Linked DNA regions of Mus musculus: regions 1, 2, 4, 5 and 6 are each linked to region 3. A link is a contact called in public Hi-C and promoter capture Hi-C data. All regions are on one chromosome and are shown on one strand. The core of a region is the stretch at or near the end of the contact, and the rest is flanking DNA. Distances in the headings are between cores, read along the strand shown.

The links. Promoter capture Hi-C pulls out the DNA fragments that hold promoters and counts their contacts. Hi-C and Micro-C count contacts between places; a contact is called where the count stands out from the background. Capture Hi-C pulls out chosen DNA fragments and counts their contacts.
Region 1: a contact with region 3 is called in a promoter capture Hi-C map of pre-B cells, with 7 times the contacts expected there. The contact joins the promoter of Exosc9 here to the promoter of Dnajc19 in region 3. A contact is called at or near these places in 6 of 39 promoter capture datasets (the C10 cell line, embryonic stem cells, hippocampal neurons and 2 more), 1 of 484 Hi-C or Micro-C datasets (Th1 cells), 1 of 115 datasets of contacts at active chromatin or transcription factors (astrocytes) and 1 of 9 other capture datasets (adipose tissue).
Region 2: a contact with region 3 is called in a promoter capture Hi-C map of liver, with 3 times the contacts expected there. The contact joins the promoter of 1810062G17Rik here to the promoter of Dnajc19 in region 3. A contact is called at or near these places in 5 of 39 promoter capture datasets (embryonic stem cells, hippocampal neurons, liver and 1 more), 3 of 115 datasets of contacts at active chromatin or transcription factors (astrocytes, double positive thymocytes and thymic regulatory T cells) and 1 of 9 other capture datasets (liver).
Region 4: a contact with region 3 is called in a Hi-C map of B cells, with 7 read pairs. The contact joins the promoter of Ccna2 here to the promoter of Dnajc19 in region 3. A contact is called at or near these places in 5 of 39 promoter capture datasets (the C10 cell line, hippocampal neurons, liver and 1 more), 2 of 484 Hi-C or Micro-C datasets (B cells and Th1 cells) and 1 of 9 other capture datasets (liver).
Region 5: a promoter capture Hi-C map of pre-B cells shows a contact between it and region 3. The contact joins the promoter of 4932438A13Rik here to the promoter of Dnajc19 in region 3. A contact is called at or near these places in 2 of 39 promoter capture datasets (liver and pre-B cells) and 1 of 9 other capture datasets (adipose tissue).
Region 6: a promoter capture Hi-C map of liver shows a contact between it and region 3, with 4 times the contacts expected there. The contact joins the promoter of Zfp267 here to the promoter of Dnajc19 in region 3. A contact is called at or near these places in 3 of 39 promoter capture datasets (embryonic stem cells, hippocampal neurons and liver), 1 of 115 datasets of contacts at active chromatin or transcription factors (astrocytes) and 1 of 9 other capture datasets (liver).

The regions. Positions count from the first base shown.
Region 1 is chr3:36,551,328-36,554,027 of GRCm38.p6, reverse strand. Exosc9 (exosome component 9) reads right to left here and starts at 1,422. Exons shown (of 12, transcript NM_019393.2): 1 at 1,277-1,422; 2 at 899-993; 3 at 103-222. The coding sequence starts at 1,342.
Region 2 is chr3:36,474,557-36,477,263 of GRCm38.p6, reverse strand. It overlaps 1810062G17Rik (RIKEN cDNA 1810062G17 gene), which reads right to left and starts at 1,327. Exons shown (of 3, transcript NM_028183.1): 1 at 1,025-1,327. The coding sequence starts at 1,129. It overlaps Anxa5 (annexin A5), which reads left to right and starts at 1,377. Exons shown (of 13, transcript NM_009673.2): 1 at 1,377-1,691; 2 at 1,804-1,834. The coding sequence starts at 1,832. It overlaps Mir7009 (microRNA 7009), which reads left to right and starts at 1,740; the gene lies at 1,740-1,803.
Region 3 is chr3:34,079,930-34,082,629 of GRCm38.p6, reverse strand. It overlaps Dnajc19 (DnaJ heat shock protein family (Hsp40) member C19), which reads left to right and starts at 1,276. Exons shown (of 6, transcript NM_026332.4): 1 at 1,276-1,444; 2 at 2,348-2,399; 3 at 2,473-2,546. The coding sequence starts at 1,442.
Region 4 is chr3:36,571,647-36,574,521 of GRCm38.p6, reverse strand. It overlaps Ccna2 (cyclin A2), which reads left to right and starts at 1,484. Exons shown (of 9, transcript NM_009828.3): 1 at 1,484-1,741; 2 at 2,219-2,875. The coding sequence starts at 2,699. It overlaps Bbs7 (Bardet-Biedl syndrome 7 (human)), which reads left to right. Exons shown (of 19, transcript NM_027810.3): 19 at 900-1,379. The coding sequence ends at 1,033.
Region 5 is chr3:36,861,793-36,864,492 of GRCm38.p6, reverse strand. It overlaps 4932438A13Rik (RIKEN cDNA 4932438A13 gene), which reads right to left and starts at 1,387. Exons shown (of 86, transcript NM_172679.2): 1 at 1,145-1,387; 2 at 8-106.
Region 6 is chr3:36,149,820-36,152,723 of GRCm38.p6, reverse strand. It overlaps Zfp267 (zinc finger protein 267), which reads right to left and starts at 1,644. Exons shown (of 4, transcript NM_001101478.1): 1 at 1,529-1,644. The coding sequence starts at 1,531.

The DNA of each region.
Region 1 (2,700 bases), core at 173-2,672, 2.5 Mb before region 3:
GAACGAACTAATGTGATAAACTTCGACTGTGAGCAGGAAAACAATATCTCACTGAGGGTAAGTTCTTCCATGGCTAAAGTAACTTAACAAAGAGTGAGATACCTGCCAGGCTCAAAAGCTGGAGCAGCCATCTGAGAAAGCTCAAGGTTAAAAAAGAGGATACCTTCCGTTGCCCTATTGAGTTTCGGAGAAACAAGTTCACAGGAAACCTGTCCAAGGACTCTGCAAAAATAAAGGTGCAAAGCAGTCAACTAAACGTACTTTCTTTTCAATTAAAAAAAAAAAAAAAAGGGTGACGAAATCTAAAATAACAACAACAACAACAAAAACCTAAACAACACAATGTGACATAAGAGGCAGAAATTACATATAGAATGTGGTAAACTGGACCCAGCAACCTGCCTACACACACACAATAATGCACATACACAATAATAAAGGTTTTTTTTTTTAAGGGTAAGTAGATTTCACGCAGAAATAAAAAATATTGGTATACACAAAAGGATGACAGAAAGGAAATCTCTTATTTCTTACATCATTTGAGAATAAAAGGGAAACTGAGGCTTACTGATGACATGATCGATACACTCCTCACACTAGAAAATGAGACATGCAGATAACCTGTGTGATCAATGTTAGCTGTCTACATGATTTATAATGGTCATACGGAACTATGATACTCATATAACAGAAAGCACTAATGGTTGAAAGTTAAACTGCGCACAAAACTAAAAAAGGCTGGCATTAAAGAAACATATTTCTCATCAGAATAATGATAATAATAAGAATAAGAATAAGAATAGCACGTTTGGAATTCGGAGCTGCTCAGTAAACAACCGAGTCAGTATGTTGTGATTTTCACACCTCCTGTTGCATTATCTAACTTGAATCCTGTTACCTTGTTTTTCCCAGTTCCACAATACAGCATCCATAATCCGTTCCGAATGAGATCCTGATGTTCCTGTAATCATAGGTCTGTCTGCCGTCCAGGCGCTGTAAGCAAACACCATTTACTGCTTTAACATATTTATGAGTGGCAACTGTGTCTGTGTGGTCCTGGTTCCCAACGTCCCTGCCACTGAATACTGCTGGCTTAAGGTTCAAAGGAACTGGTCAGGGTCAAATACTGCCCTGAGGCTTGGGGAATGGGGAGAGTCCACACTGGGCAGCCCCCGAGTCCACACCACGACCACACAACAGGCCGAACTGACAATGTATCCACGGACAACCCGAGTCTACACCCAAAGCCACGGTGTTCACACCGCAGGCCTCGCACCTTCTTCTCCTCAATTGCGCGGAGCAGGAAGCGGCGCTCACAGTTGGAAAGCGGCGTCTCCTTCATAGTGGCGGGCCACGCAAAGGATGAACGGCACCGAGACAAGTCCGCACACCGGCTTCTTCCCGGCGCGGAAAACCGACGTCATCCAGGCGCAGGCTCGGGGGCGTGGTGTGGGCGTGGCTAGAGATCGGGGGCCGCTGGGGCCGGTACAGGCAGTGTAGCAAATCAACGAAGATTTCCCGGGTTGGTCCTGCCCGGCATCGCAGTGGAGATTAGCATCTGCAGTGCAGTCCTGTTCCTAGTTTTTTATTGAGACAGAATCTCACTCTGTCTCTGACTGAACTCAACAGAGACTTACTTATCCCTACAAGTCGTAACAGTTCTTGCTTTGGGGGTAGGAAACAAAGATTTCCCCAGCTCTTGGGTCTGGATGTCTACCATCTTCCAGGCTGACCTAAGTATTGGGATTCCCTGGCACTTCACCACAGAGACAGTCTACTGAGGATGCTGACTTTTGTCAGAGAAAGATGGAAGGGTGGTGCGAATCGGTGGAGAATCCTTGTAAGGGCTTGGGGCGGATGGGGAGGATGTAGCCGACTAAAGGTGGTTCACATGGGACCTGAGGACGGGAAAACAAGTGAAGTGTAACGTCACTGACTGGAACCTCGTTTACTGCTTATATCTCATTTTAAACCGACAGGCTTATTTTTACAGACAGACATGTGTCCTCCATCTGCTGGCCGGTGTCCTGATTCACCCACATCAAGAGCTGGTATTTGACAGCTTGCGCAACGAGTGAGGCAGCAGTAGGTGATCCTTTAGTGCCCAAATCTTCTGTTTCTCCTTTTTTATTATTGTTTTTTTATTTTAATTACAGAGTCTCACTGTGTATCACTGGAACTAACAGAGATCCACCTGACCCTGCAAAGTTGTAACAGCTCTTGCATGGGTTTAGGAAATAGGGATTTCCCCCAGCTCTTGGCTATGGCTAGCTAGCAGCTTCCAGGTTGACCTAGTTTTTGGGATTTGCAGCAACAATGAATGCTACAGCTCTTGGCCCAGGGTCTGAGACCTTGGCCCCAAAGATTTAACAACTCTGAAACGTTCCAGTTGTCAGGACTGTAGTTTCTGGTCTTGCTCTCTGTTCTCTCCAGCTGTCCCTTTTCTGTGCTGCCTTTCTTCCAGTCCCGGCTGCTTTTGAACTATTCAGCTGCTGCTTCCTCGGCTGTCCAGCTGCCCGGCCTTGCCATTGTCTCAGCGTGGCCGCCAGACTGCACAGCTGCGTATGCATCACCGCTCTCAGCTGCCCCAGCTGCTTTTCCCGTTGCCCCCTCAGTTCACAGAACAGAAAGAGAAAAGTTTCCTTGAATCAGATGCTTCAAATCCAGAGAAGACAGCACAGGGTAGTGCCTTCCAAGCAT
Region 2 (2,707 bases), core at 78-2,577, 2.4 Mb before region 3:
TCGTGCTTTCTTTCACAGTGTGCCCTCTCCTCAGTGCTACGCTATATTTAGAATATTAAGGTAGGCCATTTTATGAATGTCTCCTAGGTGCTCAGAACACTCAATAGCATTCAGTCAGGCTTCCTTCCCTCTAGTAGGAAAGGCTTCTGAAAAGCCTTCTTGGGAAATAGTGTTCCTCTGCCCTCTCATGCATGAGCTCTGCCTTTCAACACGGAAAGTCAGCTTGCTCCTCCAGACTGGGGTCCAGGTGAATAAGCTAATTGTAATAGGATGTAAAGGCAACATTTGCTGGGGAAGATCAAAGGTCTGGGTCTAATAATTTATGTTACTCCTTGGCTGCAGGGCGGATCACTAGTCACTGCCAGCCGTAAGGCAGTTTTCCACAGCACTGTTAAACAGGCTTCTGCGGTCTTAACTCCAGAGAAGGAGGACACGGAGTTGAGTAGATGTAAGAAAAAAAAATACTTAGGTCAAAGACTGAAGGAGATGCTAGTAGAAAGAAAGTAGATAAGTGTGAGCGACTGAGAGATAGGTGGGCCTTAAAGGAATGCGGGGGCGAGGAGGCAGGGAAATGGTTGCATCGAAGTCATAACCGTACTTGAAGGGTCAAGTGAGAGGATCCCTTAGTGTAGGCAAACAAAACAAAACAAAACAAAAACCAAAGTAGTCTAGAAATTACAATTCCCTGGGAGAGGTGCTGGAATGTCTAAGGCTGTGGGAGCGGCTAGGTCCCCAGAGAAGGGGGCGCATGAACAGGAAAAGCAATAGGACAAGGGTACACAAGGGAAAATGGCAGGCTTCCCCTCCTCAGCGGCAGTTTTGTCTGCTTTTCCAGAAAACCATCAGTCTACCTATCAGGGCCAGACTCAGCATGTGGCAAGGCTCCCCCAACCCCCACCCTCGGTTAGCTTCTTCTTGCTCAAAAACCTGATTTTGATCCTTCTAGAACATCCGCGATCCTTTTGCAGCGTCTTTAGGCCTGGGGGCGGGCGGGGGGGGGGCGGGGAAGCTCCATCTTAGTCACCTTGCACCTGGGGTCTTTGAAGTTACAGGCTGAGTTTGGAAGTGAAACCATTTCCGCTCTGAGGCTTTGACACTGCCAGGTACAGCTCTTAAAAGAGCTGCCCATCAGCTACACGGACATCCAGAGGCAAACACTAGCACGAAACACTTGGAAAGCAGTCTGGAAAAGGTCCTCACTGTCCCATGCTTAGAGTGCGGTGCAAGACGCTGTGAGGTGCCGCTGTGACAGTCCCTAACTCTCTAGACACACCCAGACCCCTGGGCCTGCAGCGCCTCCAGCGTAGCGAAGAGTGAGCGAAAAGCCCCACGCAGGCGCAGGAGCATAGAGGCTAGGACGTGGCAGGGCGTGTCCTGATGGGGGCGCGGCCCGGGCTGGGACCTAATTAGGGAGGTGGCCATGGTAGGGGGGTGGCCTTGTCTGAGGAAAGTACCGTATCCAGGGATGTGGCAGCTGCCTGGGACAAGGCGGGGCTTATAGTGCAGCGTCTCTGGGGGCGGGACCCTGGTGGGTGTGTGATCTTGGCAGGGGCGTGGCGTGGCGGGGCCAGGTCGGGCTAGGCTGGGCTGCCCAGGGCGTTTCCGTTGCACGGAGTTGTGAAGAGTACTGCCTTGTCCTTTGGCGTGTGCATCGGTCCTGCTCTCACCCGCAGCCTGCGCTCTACTGCCTGGTAAGTGGCCGTAGTCCCGGGAGCGACTCCTCCACCAAGGGCTCAGGGCCCTTTTGGGGTCAGGGGACCAGAGCTCCAGTGACCCTGTCTCTCTTTTCCCCTCTCCCTGCAGCTCCAGTCCACTCCTGACCGACAGCATCATGGTAAGCCGTGTGACCGCGACCAGGGCGATCGGGACCCTCTCTGAAGGCAGCTGCCTTCGCAGTCTCTTGGTTTTCGCCTTTCCCATCTGTGTCCCGCTCTGTGTCCTCTCTGTGACCTCTTGGGTGTCCCCCTCCGTGTGCGCTCTCCTGTTTTCTCCCTCGCCCCGGAGTGTCCGGAACCAGCCGGTGTTTCTCCCCGGTGCATGTGAATCAGGCCGCCCCAAATCCAGAGTTGCCAAAATTAGATCCGGAGCAGGAACAGTTCTCTTGGTCATGTGAGGAGAACGCCCTTTGGCTTCCCCTATTTTTTTATTTTTCCCGCAGTTTCCTGTGTTTGAATACTGGGTGTGCGTGGGCAATCTCCATGGTGCTTCAGGGGAGCTTTTTCCAGCGCAAGGCGCAACTTATTTAACAGGAACCGACTGTGCCTTTTCTTTCTCTTTTTCTGCTAAAGGCAGTGAACCAAAAAGCTGGGTTTCCAAAGTAATGAACTGGCAAAACGAGTTCTGAATTGAATTTGCCTTGGGATTCTTTCAGAAGTTGACTTCCGAATAGGTTTTTGTTGTTGTCATTGTTTTAGGAGATCTCTTAGTATTTTTCAAGACTGTAGCAAAGAAAAGTTGATTTTTGTTTTGTTTTGTTTTGTTTTCCAAGCTAGGGTTCCTCTGTGTTGCCTTGGCTGGCCTCGAACTCACAGACTGCCTCTGCTGAGGGCTAGAACTAAAAGCCTTCACCACCACCGCCCAGCGTATGTAGTAATTTTTCAAAGCTGGTCATGTGAAGAAGTTATCATACCTAAAATATTCCGCCCTGAGGCAAAGTGGTTATACCTGGAATCCCACATCTTGGGAGGTAGAGGCAGGAGGATCAGGA
Region 3 (2,700 bases), core at 27-2,526:
TACCAGCAGAGATGAATGATGGCCAAGAAGCAAAGAAAGGGAGGAGCTAGAGACAAGAACCTGCTCCGCATAACTATGATTCAGCTACGTCCCCATCACCTCCCACCATCCACCAAGCCAAGAACCAACTGATCAATCCACTCATCTTCTTAGAGCCTTTCGATCCAGTTACCTTCCCAATACCCTACCTCTAACACATCCCTGCCATGAGTTCTTAACACACACACACAAACACACACACACACACACACACACACACACACACGAATCCATGCATGAGCCTCTGAGAGACAGCTCAGATTCAAAGCACGACAAGTGAAAGTCCAATCCTCACAGCATGCCTGGATTTCATGTCTGCCCACCTAGCCAGGAGAAAGGAATAAGTCTCTGCCTAGTTTCTGTACATCCATGCCCACAGACATGACACTCCCCACAGCTACACCACAGAAACAACCCATGAGAAACGGAAAGATAAGCAAAATATGATACATTCACACAATGGTCTTCTGACAACAAAGGGGAGAAGCTTGGGGAAGTAGCAGGCGAAGACTGGCAAGATTAACAGGAATTCATTGACAAAGAACAGCTACCTTAGTTTCTAGCTTCCCTTGGGGTCACATATGGCTTTTATATTCTCACAACTTACAGCCTTTATGCAAAAAGACAGCTCCTAGTCACTTTCCTTCTAGTCAAGTGCATTTGCCATGCTTAGGCCAAACAACCACATGCTGTGAGCAACACAGGTACAAGAAGCTCTTTTAATTACACAAATAGTAAGTCAGGCTAAAACAGGAGAGAAAAAATTCATGGTGAACACACAACAGGAGCTGTATTTTTAGTGAACAAATCTACATAGCCTGAAGCAGACATCAGGAAGGAAGATGGAAAAAAAAAAAAGACTGGAAAAAATCATTTTCCATATCGTTTCTGATGTTTATAGATCTAACTACGTTCCAAGCCAGAAGAAGAAAGATGTCTCTGCAGGCCATGAAGATCAGCCTTGTGGCTTCTTGACATCTACTGGCGACAGCCCAGGGTAGCAAAAGATGCACAGAAGACAAAATAAATGCCTCATGTGAAAAACAACGCTACTTCCACGGGGTGGGCGGAATAACCTATATAAAGCAAAGTTAGGGAGATAGGTTTTAGCGGGAAAGCCTGTTTTAGGGCCGGATATTGGACTTGCAAGTCAGGAATCCCGGGCAGAGGGCATGGCCAGTCCCGCCCCAGTCCGACCTCTCCGTCAACCGGAGTTGGTGAGGCCCTTTGTGCGGCACTTTGTGCGACAGTTCCGACGCACTTTACGGCGCCGCTGCCGTGTTGCGCGGCGCTAGTGGAAGTGGCGGCATCGCTGGCTCGGCCCTGTCGTTCTCCACAGCTGTACCGTGGCGGTGGGCTCGCGCTGGGATGAGCGCGCGGTGCCGAGCCGCGGAGTGGAGTCATGGTGAGTGGTCGGCGCTGACGGGCTCCGAAGGGGCGCTGGGCGGATACGGAGACTGACCTTTACTCCGGCCTCCGGTGGCTCCAGCTGACACCCCTTATCTGCTTGCAGGCAGGCACACGTTTGTGCCTCCTAGGAGGTCGGGCTGTTACCCCACTACCATCTCCGCACTCCTCCCCTCTTTACGGTGGAAATACCTTATGGGATCAGGGAGCCTTTGCAAGCACTGTTTCCAAATCCAGCAGAAATCTTATTTTCACCGGTCTTGTCTAAACTAGAAAGGGGTTCCAATGCCCAAGGGTTAAAGTTCTCTTCCATGGCTGAAAAATCACCATCTTACTGTTGTGGGTAAAGATGACTTACCCTTTTCTTCTTGGTGAAAATCCCATACTCTGACAATAAATTGTGGATAAAAATTGCAGTAGTTTAATTTTTTTTTTTTAAACAGGGTTTCACTTTGTAGTCCTGGAAGTCCCAGAACGTACAGAAATTCACCTGCCAATGTTTCCCAAGTCCGGGGACTAAATGCAAGCCGCCAATGTGCACCACGTCCAACTGCAGTAGTTTTAAAGACATATTTCTATTAGAAAAAAAAATGTTTCTTCCAGCAGACCCTGTGCTGCACTCTGTAAAGTCCCAGTTGCTTAGAGAGCTAGTCGCAAATTCGTGGGCAGCCTGGACAATTTTAGCAAGACTCCACCTCAGAATAAAAGTGTTGGAACTTTGAGAAAGGCTGGAGTTGTAGGCACCTTACCAGCATGAGACACACACTAGGTTCCATCCCTAATCCTGCCCCAAAAGGGAAAAAGAACCCACCTTTCACCAAAATGAAGGTCGTAATGAGTTTGGCTGCGGAATAGGTAGCAATTAAGAGTAGTAAAGACTTGCTCTTCTCCTCCATTACAGGCCAGCACAGTGGTAGCAGTCGGGTTGACCATTGCTGCTGCAGGATTTGCAGGTTTGTCTGTGGGTTGGGGGTGGAGCAGACTGGTTATGCATGGATTTGCTTATTCTGTTGCTTTTGGTTTTAGGCCGTTATGTTTTACAAGCCATGAAGCATGTGGAGCCTCAAGTAAAACAAGTTTTTCAGAGCCTACCAAAATCTGTAAGTGAACCTTCTTGCTAACTAACTTGCCTGTATTTGAAGCCTGGAGCTTGCCTGTAAGGTGAATTCCACAGGTCCATGGAGCTCAGTGTGGAGTTGTAAACCTTGCAATGGGCCACACTGGGAGTTGGTTTTCACATGTGACAACTGAGGG
Region 4 (2,875 bases), core at 235-2,734, 2.5 Mb before region 3:
GGCCTGGGGCCATCATGACTGGTGTCCTCAGCCCACACTGATCCACTAACCTGCCTACAGAATTTATTATGCACCCAAGACTTTCTCACAGATGAACAGTACTGATATCTGAGTGTTCACTATTCGGCAAGCACAGGGTCTCTTAAAATATCCTTACATGATGGTGTTGCAGATCTACCGTCTCTCATCTGTGATTCCAAAATCTAGGAAGCAGCTTTGAAAACCAAAGTTTACCTTTGTAAATCATTTACCAGCAAATTGTCTTAATCTGATTGACTTCATGATAAAACCTGATTTAAACTGACACGAAGCTTTTTCTATTTTTTTTTTAAATCCCACTGAGTGCAAGTATTCACCTGTTTATTGTAAAAGCATTGCCATTTTGTTAGCAGATATCAGCACTCAGTCTCATTGGACCAATATAAAAAGTATCAATGGTATATTCTTTTTCTCTTCCTAAAATATACTTTTTTTCAAGGGTCTTGTATAAATAATAGACAACTTGAGTTGTCTCTGTGTTACATCTTGAAAACTCAAAGGTGCAGTAATTTCCCAGACCTCTGCACCCAGTAAGCCCATGGGTGAAGTGCTTCAGTTCAGACGTTCTTCCTGATGCAGCAGCAGTCAGTCGCTGGGATGCAGGGTGCACCGACACAGATTCAGAATCGCGACCAGTGGCTTGTCTAGGTCAGCAGTTGCAACCCATTGTTAGAAGGTTATCAAATATTTATGTCTTGAAAGTTGCTTCAAACCTTCTCCACATACACATCTGTTTTTAAAAACACCAACCTCTTCCAGGCTTGTATGTGTTGAATAATGGAGTCTCAGGTGGTGAGAGAATGCCACATGCATTGTTAAAAGAACTAATCAATAACAAGAAATAATATTTTTCTTCGTAGGTATGATTACTGATCTTTTTATAGATAAATTTAAGTTCAAAGGCACTAATGTAAAAACCAAAGTACCCATGCTCCTGGAGATTCTCGACAGCTACGACCAGAACACACTGATTTCTTTCTTCGATGCAGCATGAAAGATAAACAAGGTAGGCCAACAGGACAGCCGAAGAAGCAAGCAGAGCCTGATCAGACCCGAGGCACCTCAGATGGACGTCCCACATGTAATCAGAAGAGTGACGGCCTCTAAGCATCCCCCTACGAGTACCCATGAAAGTCCTTTTTATTGTGTACTTGAGGGGAAAAGAAGATCTTTTAGTCATTCATTTCAGGGGAATATTGCATTGAAAGTTTTAGAATACTATTAAATAAGAGCAAATAAGCTGTCTTTTGTTTTCAAAGGGTAGTTATGAAAACAATGATTACATTTTATTATATTTTATGTATGATTCTTAACTATTAAATGTGAACATTTAAGGTAATATACTTGTGTCTTTATATATTTATTTAGGTTTTGTATATATTTCTCTGTGTGTGTGTGTTTGGGTTGGTTTTTTTTTTTTTTTTTGTGGTTTTTGTTTTGTTTTGTTTTTCGAGACAGGGTTTCTCAAGACAGGATTTCTTTGTGTAGCTGACCTGGAACTAACTCTGCAGTCCAGGCTGGCCTTGCACTCAAGAGATCCACCTGCCTCTGCCTCCTGAGATGCCCGGAAAAGGCTTGGCCATCGCCTCCTGGCTGCCCGGTTTTCTTATGAACACTTTTTTTCTACTTTTGAGACATCATCTCACTACATAGCTGACTTGGACTAACTTGAATTCAGAGATCTGAAACTCTGGGATTAAAGGTATGTACCACAATGCACTTCATTTCTAAATGTAATATCTATTTGGGTCAGTGGAACTTCATGGTCTGATGTCACAACCAAGGATTAGCAAAATTAATGGACAGCTGAATTTCTTGTAGTACACCACTTGTTATCAACAATAGCTCATGTTGGCATTTTAAATTAACCCATCTTTAATTGGGGGTGGGGGTGGGGTAGTTTACTGGAATGCGGGGCATAGAGACACGCCTTTAATCCCAGATCAGTGAGCTCTGATAACGGATATCAGTGAGTCACAGGACAATTGGGACAGCATTATGAGACCCTGCCTCAAAATCAAACAACAAACAAATGATATACAGGAGAGGTGAAACAATAGTAAACAGTAAAAGTTCCAGCGTTTCCCTATGTTGTATGGCAGCATCACAGAGAAAGAGAAAGGAGTAGTGTACCCAGGACGGGGCAGTTTGTCATTCAGATCCATACGCTCCTGCCTAGGCGCCACCCAGCGACCAGGAGAAGGCGCTTCACCCCTTAGCTGAGGCGAAGGCCGACACCTCGAGGCCCCGAGGGCTTGTCTGGACCGCCCAGCGGCTCCGGCAGGATCCTATGAGGCTACAGATCCACTGAGCAGCAGAGATCGGCCGAAAGCGGCCGCCCGCCCCGCCCTCCTCTGCGCAGGCGCGTCCTCAGGCTCCCGCCCTGTAAGATTCCCGTCGGGCCTTCGCTCGCGGCGACCGGCGCTTCTGGTGACGTCACGGACTCCGGACGCCCTCATTGGTTTATTTCAATAGTCGCGGGCTACTTGAACTACAAGACCAGCAGCCGGCGGGCGGCGCGCAGCTCGCGGCTCCTGGGCTCTACGCTCCTCCCGCCTGCAGCCTCTGCTCCGCGGGTCGGCCGCCAGGGTCCCGCGCTGCTCCGGAGCGGCGGGCGCTGTGCACGCTCTGCCGCCGACAGAACCGGACCGGAGCCGCGATGCCGGGCACCTCGAGGCATTCGGGTCGCGATGCGGGCTCAGCCCTGCTCTCGCTGCATCAGGAAGACCAAGAGAATGTCAACCCCGAAAAACTGGCGCCAGCCCAGCAGCCGCGGGCGCAGGCGGTGCTGAAGGCCGGGAACGTGCGTGGACCCGCGCCGCAGCAGAAGCTCAAG
Region 5 (2,700 bases), core at 138-2,637, 2.8 Mb before region 3:
TACTTACACAAGATTTCTTGTTTTATTTTGTTTAGTTTTTTAATCTTCAATGTTGTTTATCTTTCCTCTTCTGAAGGTCCTTCTGCAGCGCTTCATCTTAACAAGTCTGAAAAGACCAGCATATCAATCAATTAGAAAAGGTATCCTAACTTTGTTGGTAGAGCAACCGTTTCAAACTAAATTATTTAAACACACCAGGAAACTCTTCAGTATTTGGTCCAATGTTACATTCCTACACCTCAAATAAGACTAAAATAATTTAAGAACCACTTTATATGTAAAAGAAACATAGGAGTCCACGAGGTAGGAGTCAGGATGCTAATGGTGACGTTCTACCTGCGAGGCACACTTAAAAGTGCAGCCTTGAAAGAATGTTTCTACTGACACCGAGTCTGCTGGAAAGAACTGTGCCTTCATTTCCTCTCTACTCTGGGCACCTGGCACATTTTATCACAGGGCACTTGCCTTGCAAACTTTTAAGGCATTTGAGTAATGGGGGGGGGGTGGCATGCTAACTGAGGGGCCATAAAGTGAGAAAGTCAGGTTTGAAACAGTTCTGTTCCAAGGTTCTCAGCTACAAAGTGGGGAAAGGCTTCACCTTTTTGTTACAAACTGTATGAGCGCATATTAAAATAGCACATAGCAGTCATTGCTAAGTCAAATATTCTGACTAACTCATCCACTTTTATACTTGTCAGATTAAATCTGCTTCGTTGTCATGCACGGGATGAAAGCAGCAACGCGAAACCACCTGAAACCTACTTTCTCCGTTCCAGAACCCATGACTGCTCAGAGGAAATTTACAAGAATTCGTCCCCTTTACCGGACATCCCACTGTCAACACCACAACCGATGGGGCGAGGAAGGAAGAAATCTAATATTCCCCGGATGGAAGATAACCCTTGTGGACCTTCCTCTGGCAGGAGAGGTGTCCACTCAGGTATGCCCTACCAGACGAGGGCCGAGCCAACCCGGGGCGCTCGGCCCTGCCCACCCCGCCAGGTCCGCGCGCCCGCCCCCCCCGCCCGCAACCCCAGCACCCGGCTGTCAGGGCCTGCTAGGCCTCCACCTTAACCTCCGACCTCCGACCTCCGACCCCCAGGCCCGCGCCACAGCCGCGACCCCGCAAACCTTCCAGACTCACCCGGAAAGGCGCTGCCCACCTCGCCACCTCCCAGCCCTCACCGCGCGCAGCCTCTCGAGCTCCTCTCACTTGACAGCACAACAGCCCCGAGTCGGGACCTCCGCTGATGCTTACACCCTCAGCCTGTAGCACGTCCAGCTCGGCCCGCCGCCTCGGACACCCATGGGGCGGAGGAGTAGAGCCGAGGCAGGAGTGGAGGCCAGCGGCACCGCAGCTGCGTCAACTGGCAGCGTATCACGTCAAGGCGCCAGCGCCTCCGTGTACGCCACTCTGGCCCCGCCCAAGAACCGAGTTAGCCCCGCCCCTCACTGGCACCAGGCCCGAACGGAGAAGCGCCGCTTGGGCCGGGGGCGGGGCCGGGGCGGGGCGGGCCGGGGCGGAGGCGGGGCCTTGGAAGGCCGGGGCAGAGGACAGGGCTTAGGCCCTAGGGATGAGATCTAGGTCAATGGGGCAAAGCCTGAGCTTCAGGACCAAACTAAAGACTAAAGTTGGAACCTGTGCCTAGAGGCGAATCCTGTTTTTACAAGAGAACAGGCCTGAGCAGAGGGGCGGGGCCATGTCCACAGGGCGTAGCCTAGTCTGAGAGACACAGGTCACTACTGATTTGAAAACTACCTTGTTCCAGATTCCAATTGTGGCGTGGGGGTTGTAAACATCGTCCTGATAATGTAGACAGTATAATCAACGTAGGAAAAGGAAGCCAGAAAAAGGAGAGTCTGCTAGCTATGGCATGCATCTCACAGAAGATGCATTTGATGTATGAAACACTGACCTAGGAAATTAACCAAATATTTTAATTTTTCACAAATTAAAACCTAAGGCTCAGGAAGTTGAAGTACTTTGTCAGTTTAGAGATCTAGGATTTGAGCCCCAGCGCCACAGCTTCCAGTACATTCTCTACACTACCTGTCAATATCTAAGCCTCTGGTTCTAAGAGTTCAGGTCACTCAACATTTCCACTTGGGGGTGGGAGCATCCACTTTTAAACAGATGTGAAGCCAGATATAATAAATAAATAAATAAAGTCTTAGCAAGAGTTCTTTGAACTAGAAGTGACTGAGATATGATTCAGTTTCCCCAAAACAAAACAAAACTGAAACTAAATTGCTCCAGAGATAAGAAGATCTTAGGATAGCAAGAAGAGAAGTATAATTCACAGCAGACTTCCTCTACAGTGAGTGAGGAATTGGAGAATCTGAACACTTACTTGTCTCCTTTCTTCTTATCCCCTGAGGAAGAGCCACCCTGAGCTACAGGTGTAAAAGAGATGACATCTTCAAGATGAGTTATTCATCGTAGAGCTTTTCTATTCCAAGGGCCTCTAACCCTGGGAAGATGATTAAGCAAAGAGTTCAGGGTGGCTCAGGAAATTTACATAGCAACACTTCCTGGCTCTTGAACCTTCCCCCTACTTTGACTTTTCACCAGCATGTGAAAAATGCAGATGGTGTCAGAAAAAGAAAAAGAAAAAAAAACTGCCTCCAGCAAATACAATGTGAACTTCTCTAGCTGGACATAGCTAAAGTATGCATAGCATCCCAGCACATTGGAAAAGC
Region 6 (2,904 bases), core at 395-2,894, 2.1 Mb before region 3:
TAAGAACTTTTTTTTCCCCAATGGCTGCTCTCAGGAACCGCCTCAGTGGGTTAAAGGCACTGGCTGCCACAACTGTCAACCTAAGTTTGGTCCCTGGGATTCCCTTTATGGACAGACGACCAGAATCCTCTCACCCCACAGGATCCCATGGCTGGCATGCACCTATCCAGCTCAGAAGATAAATAAACAAATGAAAAAGAGACAATAACAACAGAACAAGGAAGCAAGAAAGGCTAGTGAGTCTAAACAAGGGGACAAGCAGGCCCATGAGCCCTGTCACCTTCCGTCCCTACAAGGGATGCAGAGCAAGGCGGGAAAGCCCAGAACTGGTTTACAGAACACTTCTCCCATGACTACTTGGCAGTCTGGATTCATTCTTACAAACTTGCAGCAAGGATTTAATTAAGCAACCAGAAGGCCTCCTGCATGCTAAGTACAACTGGCAGAATATTGATCAAAAGGCTGAGATAGCTCAAGTGCGTTTCAGATGGGAGAACACCAAGACATCCAGCAGCGTCCCAATGCGGTCTAGCCTCACACCCCAGGCTGCTGGGACGATCAGCCCAGACACTGACATCATTGGATGCTCCTAGACACTGGAGACAAGGCAGCTGGTGTTGGCATCTCTGAAACCCGGGCAAGGAAAGGGCCAAGTAGAGTCAGATGAAGATAGACCCATCACTATGGAAAATCTCCAAAAGGCAAGTACAACCCCAAAGCATTCTGATTGGGGTTCCTGTGTCTAAGGATGACAAAATGAGAGGCATTGTGTGTGTGTGTTTTAATAAAAAATCAAGTGATTTTATGTTAAATATCCATAGGGTAAATCCTTTTTAAAATGTCGCCCAGTGTGTGGAGTGGGGAAAAAAACCAATCAAGCAAAATGTATGTCTATTTGAAATGCTGCGTGGGAAATGGGTGTTAATATTATTTTTTAAATGGGCATTTGGGAATGCGGTCAGGAGATGGAAATTTAGGAATCTTCCTCCAACCAGAGGAGAAGCGAGGACAGGGGAAGAGCAGTCATCTGGATAGGAGATTCTGCTTCGCGTTTATCTAGACTGCTCGGGAGGAGGGACAGGACACCTCACTGAACACTTTCCCTGCGGGAGCCCTACGCTTGCAGGTTATCGCCGCACAATCCGGGCTACTAGGCTGGAGCCTCTGAGGACTCCAGGGCAGCAGGGTCTGACCCTGGGCCTTCACTGCACCGGCTAGCTCGGGGGCGCGGCCGGGTACCGGGGATCTCCAGCTCAGGCTGCGCGGTGACGCATGGCCCACCAAGGGGGACCTCAAGCCGGCCGATCCCAAGGGCCGGCCGCAGGAAGGCGGGGCCGCCGTCGCCCCCCATGCAGTCGCCGGCTCCCCCTCGGCTCCCCGCAGCCCTCCAGCCTCGCCGCGCCACGCACACACTCACCAGCAGGCTTCAGCAGTGCTCACCGTCCTCCCACATCGAGCACTGGCCGCAGCCGATTCCCACCGGCTCTACACAGCCTCCCTCCAGTCTCAGGACACCATGCACACTCACCATTGTGGCTTGACTACGCGGAGTCCGCGTCCTCCCGGTGGATGGCCCGGCACCCTACAGACGCAGGGCAAACGGATGCCGCAGGGCTGAGCTACAGTCTACACCGGAAGAGACCCAGCCTGAGGAGGATTCCAAGATCCTGGACTTCAGAAACACAGCATGAAGGCCCGCCCCCTCTACCCTGTCTAAACGTCTGATTCGAAGTTCTCACCATCGTGCTGCTGATTGGATGACTTTCCGGTCCCGCCCCATCAGGCCCCAGCACTACCCTATGGGCTGAAATGACAAGTTTTTGGTACAGTTGTAGTAAAGCTGACCCTAGAGGAATCATTCCCATTTACTATTGTATATAAAGTCAGACCAATTTATGAATCATATATATGTATATTATTCGCAATAGAGAAGAGCTTTGGCACCATTTCCCCCTGAGCTCTGTCCTTGAATTTCAAATTTTAAAAGGGGAAAAAAATCTCCTGAATCAGCAATATTGAATATAGAAAGGGGGAGTAATACTCAAGTGTTACTGTACTGGCTAGTTTTGTGTCAACTTGACACAGTTGGGGTTACAATAGAGAAAGGAGCTTCAGTTGAGGAAATGCCTCCATGAGATCCAACTGTAAGGCATTTTCTCAATTAGTGATCAAGGGGGAAAGGCCCCTTGTAGGTGGGACCATCTCTGGGCTGGTAGTCTTGGGTTCTATAAGAAAGCAAGCTGAGCAAGCTAGCAAAGCATGCCAGTAAAGAACATCCCTCCATGGCCTCTGCATCAGCTCCTGCTCCCTGACCTGCTTGAGTTCCAGTCCTGACTTCCTTTGATGATGAACAGCAGTATGGAAGTGTAAGCCTAATAAACCCTTTCCTCCCCAACTTGCTTCTTGGTCATGATGTTTGTGCAGGAATAGAAACCCTGACTAAGACACTTACTTAATTTAAAATTTTCTACTGTTCATATTAAAGTTAAAACAGTGATTGTAATAAAACCCAGTATATCCAAACATATCATCATATGTGGAATTGGTTACACACACACACACACACACATATACATATATGTATACATACATACATACATACATATACACATATACATACATGCACACATATGTATACACACACATATATGTGTGTGTGTGTGTGTGTGTGTGTGTATATATATATATATATATATATATATATATATATATATATATATATATATATGTTACTATACTAAATCATCCAAATTCGGGTCTTCAGCAGGTTTCAGGTCACGTCTGTCACAGTCCTCTTCTGAGAGCTATAATTTTCCTGACCTCAAGAAAGTGAGGGGAACCTGAGAATCTCTCCCATTTATGTCAGAAGTGAAGCAACACAGTTTCCTGCCAATATTTCTTTTA